2 separate regions of the Drosophila melanogaster genome follow, and region 1 is linked to region 2. The links are chromatin contacts, called in public Hi-C maps. All regions are on one chromosome and are shown on one strand. The core of a region is the stretch at or near the end of the contact, and the rest is flanking DNA. Distances in the headings are between cores, read along the strand shown. Region 1 holds the start of ttk (tramtrack). Region 2 holds the start of lncRNA:CR45568 (long non-coding RNA:CR45568).

Region 1 (3,126 bases), core at 29-2,528, 2.4 Mb after region 2:
TGCATGCCTAATGATCCTTCAAATGGGCCCTAATAACGACCAGCCCCCCTTGGGATCGGATCAGGTAACGCCCCGTCCCGGGGGTTACCCAAAAAGCGACACGCTCCCAAGACCCATCAGGCAGTTGACCAGTGGGTTACGTGTGCCATCGTGCACAGCAAAACTAGTGTATAAAGTTTATATTATCTAAGGTAGCGATATTTTCTAAAACGTAAAGAAACAATTACGTTGCAAACAATTCTCTCAGTGCAGGGCAACCCCAGCAACAATTATTCAACTTAAAGTCGGTGCAGCGGGGAAAACATGGAATCATTTCGGTTTCAGTTAGAAGTGTGCGCGAGCGTTCTCGAAAGGGGCGCTGGGGGGCGGGGCAGTCGGTGGGAGGTTGAGCGAATAAGAGAGTCGAGCATACGAGGCACGCTTTTCCGATCAAACCAGTTTGTCGTAATAGCTGGCATTTGGAATTAGTTACTGCCGATATATTGCTGCACTTGGAATGCGCCCAGATAGAAATTCCCGCACCACGCCCCTCGGCGACGATCCTCCCCTTTGAATAGAGAGTTGACTATTTTTAGCGGGCACCAGAACTTCATTAAAATACAATCAATTTGCAAGTGCAGCGCGGAGAAAATAACAAACAAGCACCAGCCACCCACTCTCTCTTTCTCCTCTCTCTCCCCCCCCCCCTCTCTCACACTCTTCCATACTCCGGTGTTCCCAAAGAGAGCGGAGAGATGGCATTTATGCTGAGCAGGCACAAGCAGAGAGGTGAAGATGGGACTGAAGAAGAAGCAGCCGCTGTGTCGGCAGAATGAAAACGAGGACGACCAAACTGCATTGTTGTCATATTTCGTAATACGCTGATGCAGCAGAGAAGCGAAGGGGTGGTGGGCGCAGAGGTGGAGCAGCAGGTCACGGCGGTGAGAGAGAGCGAGAGCGCAGGAGACTTGTTTTCAACACCAGCTTATCAGCGGGAGAGCGCGAGAAGAAAGAGCATAAGGGCAGAGCGCCAACGCAGCGGCGAAATGGAAATGTCAAGTTGGGACTGCGCTCTCCCTCGCTCTCGCTGCCAGCAGCGGCTGCGCTGTTCTCTTAACCATTTGGAGCCCCATTCAAATGTTCGATTCTTGCCATTCCATTTCGTCCGCTCATCCGTCCACATCCACTTGCGTTTTTGGTGCCCTGCGAGCGGGAGAGCAATGTGAAACGGGAGCACTACAAATACCGCCCACTACCACTACCAATTCCCATACTCCCATATTCCATGCTATTCCCAGCTCAGTTCGTGCCGTGTGATCAAAGCTTTCGGTAAGGCTTCGGCTCGGCTTTGTGTATCCACCTTAGCGGCTCTCTGTGGTGCTCGTTCTGCCTCTCTCTCTCTCTCGGTTTTGGGGCTCAGCTCAGGGACAACAAATGCGGTAAAATGGCTTCTGCGTCGACGTCGACATCCCTGCCGTTTCAGTTCTGATTGGAGGTTCGTGCGCGGCGTTTCCTCAGCTGATTTCTTTGCCTTTTGCCTTTTCGCAACCCGCTTTCGGCTCCGTGTTCGCCTCGGTTGCCAATTACGTGTAACCAACAACAAGAGAAGAAACAGAAACAACAACAAGTACTTTCGAGTGTTGCAAGCCTTCTTCCGCCGAAGAAACCGCAAAACGGATTACCAAGAATATTTGTAAAATTGGTAAGTGGTGAGATTATCCACGAAATAGTCTTCGAAAAAGGTCAAATCATCAAGTGTTCAAATTTAAACGACAAGTTTAAGTATTCTTATTACCTTCTTAAGACTTATCTTGAATCTCAGATGAGGATTTTATTGATTAAGATTCAAAAGTTCTTTAACTGGCTTTTGTTTCTGGAGTCCGTAGTGATTTTTTTAAAGATTTGAATGTTCACTGAATTATATTTTTGGATTAGAATCTAATCACTTTAAACAGGACATCGCAGGAGTCGAAAACAATTGATGACAAAATCAGCAGTTAATAGCTTTTGGATTACAGAATTATAGCAATAAAAGCCTGACAAATTGGCCAAGGGTCGTTTTGGAAATCTAGCAGTCTTAAAAGCCTAGCAGATACATTTTCTTCTAACAATTTCCCGCTCACACGCTCAGTACATGCACCAACACACGCCTATTGGAAAGACGCTTTTGTATCCAACTTATACAGATAGTGGTACAGCCACAGATACAAATGCACACATGCCGTATACGGCACATGGGGAGTAATGCCGCCACACTAGATACCAGATACTAGATACATAGATTCGTCCGCCGCTTATTTGTCGGTCGTGCTTCAGTGATCTCTGTCATTTGCAGTTGCCCATTTCCTTTTTTATCCCCCACTTCCACATCCAGTCGTCATTCGCCCGGCGCACCCCTTTTGATCACTCTTCCAGTTCCAGTGCCTTCTGGTGGCTTCCAGTGGCTGCAACACTTGCGGTGTTTTTCTGAATGAACCAATGGAGTGAATGTGTGAATGAGTAATCCATGTACGCAACATGTTTGCACTGCACAAATTATTTGGACTCAATGTATTGATTGTGTAACTCGGCTTTACGTTTATTTAATCGCAATAACTAAAGTGAGCTACAACTCTATACGTTGGTTACTATTCTTGGGAGGAAGGAAACCTGACAACCCTGGCCAAGGGGCAACTCTACACTTGCACCTGTGCTCCACGCTAAGCCACAAATTCAATTATGCAAATCAAGATCACAGCCCAAAAAACACAATCTTCGTCTCCGATCTGCATTTGTCTTTGTATGTTATGTTTATTTGTTACTTCTGTCGTTGTTTTTAATTCGCTAACCCACTTCACACAGTGGCAGCAACAACAAAAATCGTGAATTATACTTTGTATTGGGGCGAAAAGGAAACGAATGCCCAGTCTCAGATCACACATAAATTTTGCGGTTGTTTTGTTAATGAAACGACAAGAGCAGCACTATGCGCTCTTTACTATATATTTCCCGCTCTCCGCGAAAGCTTTTCTGTTTGTTTGCCCCACACACACAAAGACACTTGTGAACACCTTGCGCTCACTTAACATTATGCTCGAATTATAACTGTTGTTTAGCCGGCGATCGAAACGGTTAAAGCAGCAATGAAAGAGGGAAAAGAGAAAGAGG
Region 2 (3,324 bases), core at 347-2,846:
AGGGAGTTGTGATCACAATGGCAGCATCGCGCCTTCGGACAGCTTTATGCGGCATTTCATCCGAAAAAAAAAAACGCAAATGAAAAGCTGTAACGACCTTTGTGATCCCATCTGGTTATGGTCTGACATGGGCCATCTGCGGATCCATAGATCCGCAGAGGTGAGTGTAATTCCCATAAAGCAGCTTAAGACACTTTCCATTCTTTTCCAGCGCTTTTTCGTCCCAAAAAGGGCACTTAAAATTAAGCATAACATTTTCTACTCCGCTTGAGCGCTAAGCAAAATGATCAGCGAATGGGATGCTGAGTGGCAGGGGTAAACCTCGTAATTTACATGCCCCTTTTTCCGCCCGAAAACAACCCAGAAACTGGACCAACATCTATCCCAAACCCAAACAGAAAGTTGCTACATTTTATGGCCCGAGGTCGCGGAAAATAAAAGGGTGGAAGTGGAAAAGCTGCGATGGGAAAGTGCGGCGGGCAGCATCCCGCGATCCTTGGTGCGTAAGACTCTGAGGATCGCAGGATGCAAGGACCTCTCGATCCCGGTTGAGTGTCCGCCGTAGGGTCACGGATGCGGCTAATGACCGTGCAGAGAGTGGCAAGTAATGCCCAGTTGCACAATTAGGCATACAATGCCAGCAAATGGCCCCTCGGAGGAAAGTTTGCATTCGAAATCAGCTCGGCGCAGTTCGGATCTTTGTGTTTTTTTTTACAAGTATTATTTGGGATTGTTGCCCCTCTTGTGGACACTTTCTTTGGACAGTTTTATTTTCCTTTGTGATTTACTTGGTCATTGAAAGGGTAAGGAGGATTATCCACAGGGTTCTGCTGAACCAGATCCATTTCTTTTTTCATTGGTTTCATTTGGGATGCTGCGTCATCATTTATCGCTTGGCTTGACCTATTTTGCCAACTTGCCTGCGGGCCTATAAATGTCAGTGGCGTCATTAAAGTTTCATAATTTATGAAAAGCCGGAGAGTCGCCGAAAGTATCCAGTTTTCGTCGCGGTCATTGACTGCAGTAATTAACAGAAATTAGTTTGATTTTCACTTCAAGTTCTCGGTTTTTGTTTCGGTTTCGAGCACGCGCCAAACCGGAAGTGGTTTCCTTGCATCTTCTGCTCCATTTGGGGTATCTAAAAATAGTGGGTATCATTTTAGGGGGCGTCTCAGTTTTGAGTTTTCAGCTCCTAGCTGTTTGTCAGCACTGCGGCAAATTGGGGCGATCCTGCTGCACAATGCTCATCAACAGTCACTTATTTCGAGATCCCCGTAAGAATCGAGAATCGAGGGGCGATATGCCATCTTCCCATTGACTGACAGCTGCACAAATCTTCGTGGCTTGTAATTGTAGTTCTTCTCGGGCGGCTTGACTTTTGTTAAATTTCATTTACCGAAATGCGTGCGGCATTTGCTGCTCCAGTTGGGCTACCGTTATAGTCCTCCAGACCACCACAGCCACCCAGTTGCGCAAATGTAGGCCCTTCAAATCAGCAGATCCAGAACCGAAAGTATATCCTTTTAGTAGCATTTTAAACTCAATTAGCTCTCATTAGTAAATAACTGGCGGCACAAAGTGAGCGAATCATTCACAAAACGCACTGCAAGTGTATGCACTGGGAGAAAAAGTTGGGGATCCCTTATAGTCATAAATTTCGTGTAAATGTGTAGTCATCTATAAGTGAGAGTTATTAGCTTACCATGGGTTTCATGTTGATCTCTATGACTTCTTGTGGACTTCAACATTCGTTGGCGTAGTTAAAGTACTCACGATTATTTTCAGTGTATTGTCAGAATCGCCCCGGAGCCTAACACGCAACTTCGGAGGCTTGAATCGAAGCCTCTGCAGAAGCCTCCTGTTCACTCCTCATCGAGGATAAACGGAAACGAACATTGACAACGACAATTGCTTGTTATTTGCAAAGCGAATTCCACCGCTTCGCCAAGCTGGAGAGGAGAGGAAGCTATCTGGTGGGGATTCCAGAGGAAGACCCCGTCACACCAAGTGGTGGCCCTTCGTCTGTCGGTGCCGGGGCGTAATTATAATTATGAGATGGCATGGGATGGGTTGGGTTGGGCTGGGCTGGGCTGGGTTGCCTGCTCGCATGTGGATCGAAGAGCAGGGCAAAAAGAGAGCGCCTGGAGCTGGAGGAGATTGGTGGAGGGGGGGTTGGAGGGCAGCATCATTACCGCCAGTCGAGAATCGACTTGAGCTCATCATTGGCATGATTATCGGACGGGAAACGACATCATCAACAACCGCGCGATTTGGTGCGAGACGCACTTTGACTTGGACAGAGAAAAGCTCTTTATACCCTATCTGAAAGTTAGCAAAGCTAAGTAGAATGTTTGTTTTATTTAAATACTTATGCTTCTACTATATTTTACGATTTGATAAAAAAGTAGCATTTAAATTATATTAATTCTTTATTCTGAGTTAAACTCAGGACATAAACATCTTCAATGAATATGCTTACGAGACTATTAGCTCTTCGACTTGGGCAGTTAAAGTTGAGAACCTGATGATCTTTTTGTAGGAGGGGATCTACTGGGGAAGCATCGGGGAAGCGGAGTGCGTGGCATGTTGTGAGTTTTTGCAACACGCTCTTGTGTCCCCCAGCATCTTTGTCATTTGGCCAGGGGAGAACGTAGAGGAGAATCCAGCGGAGAATCCCCAGAGAAGGAGACTTGCTCTGGTTCTTTTTTGTCCGACTTCTTCTTGATTTTTTGCCTTTGTTTGTAATGCAATTTTCAAAGCGCGAGAATTACAGCGAAGCAAAACAATGAAAATCATCTGCATCGCAGTTGGAGTTTCATATTGAGTTCGGAGTCGGTGCCTTTATTTGTGTTTGCGATGAGTCTGGAGTCTGGAGCCTGGAGCCTAAAGCCCACAGCCTGGGGTCCACGGATCGAGATGGGGCTTGAGGTATTCGAGTTGGAGTTGTAGTTGTGGGGCCGGACTTCAATTTCAATTTAAATGAAAACAAACTGTGGTCACTTTGTATTTATGTATTTTGTGCCTGTGGTCGGCGTTCATTCAGCTTGTTTGCATCTTTAATGCTTCGTGACTTTTGAGTGTACTTAACGACACAGATGGATGGACTGCATGGAACGTGTAGGATGGATGCAGTTCCAGATACAAAGTGCACTCGCAATTGCATTGCGAAAAAGGAGACGCAAGATCGAGAGAGAGTGAGATCTCGTGGGGATGGACCTTTGATCTCGGTGGGAAGTGCTAATTGGTTTATTTGGAAAGATGGTTACATGATATTCTATGGATTATTAGTCAAGTTGTGAAGAAGTTTGATTATTAGGGCTCAAG

The links. A called contact is a pair of places that touch in the nucleus more often than the background predicts.
Region 1: a contact with region 2 is called in a Hi-C map of the Kc167 cell line, with 3 times the contacts expected there. A contact is called at or near these places in 2 of 107 Hi-C or Micro-C datasets (the Kc167 cell line and embryo).

Annotation. Positions count from the first base shown.
Region 1 is chr3R:31,712,589-31,715,714 of dm6, forward strand. ttk (tramtrack) reads left to right here and starts at 1,279. Exons shown (of 5, transcript NM_170566.3): 1 at 1,279-1,681.
Region 2 is chr3R:29,275,512-29,278,835 of dm6, forward strand. It overlaps lncRNA:CR45568 (long non-coding RNA:CR45568), which reads right to left and starts at 1,597. Exons shown (of 1, transcript NR_125290.1): 1 at 865-1,597.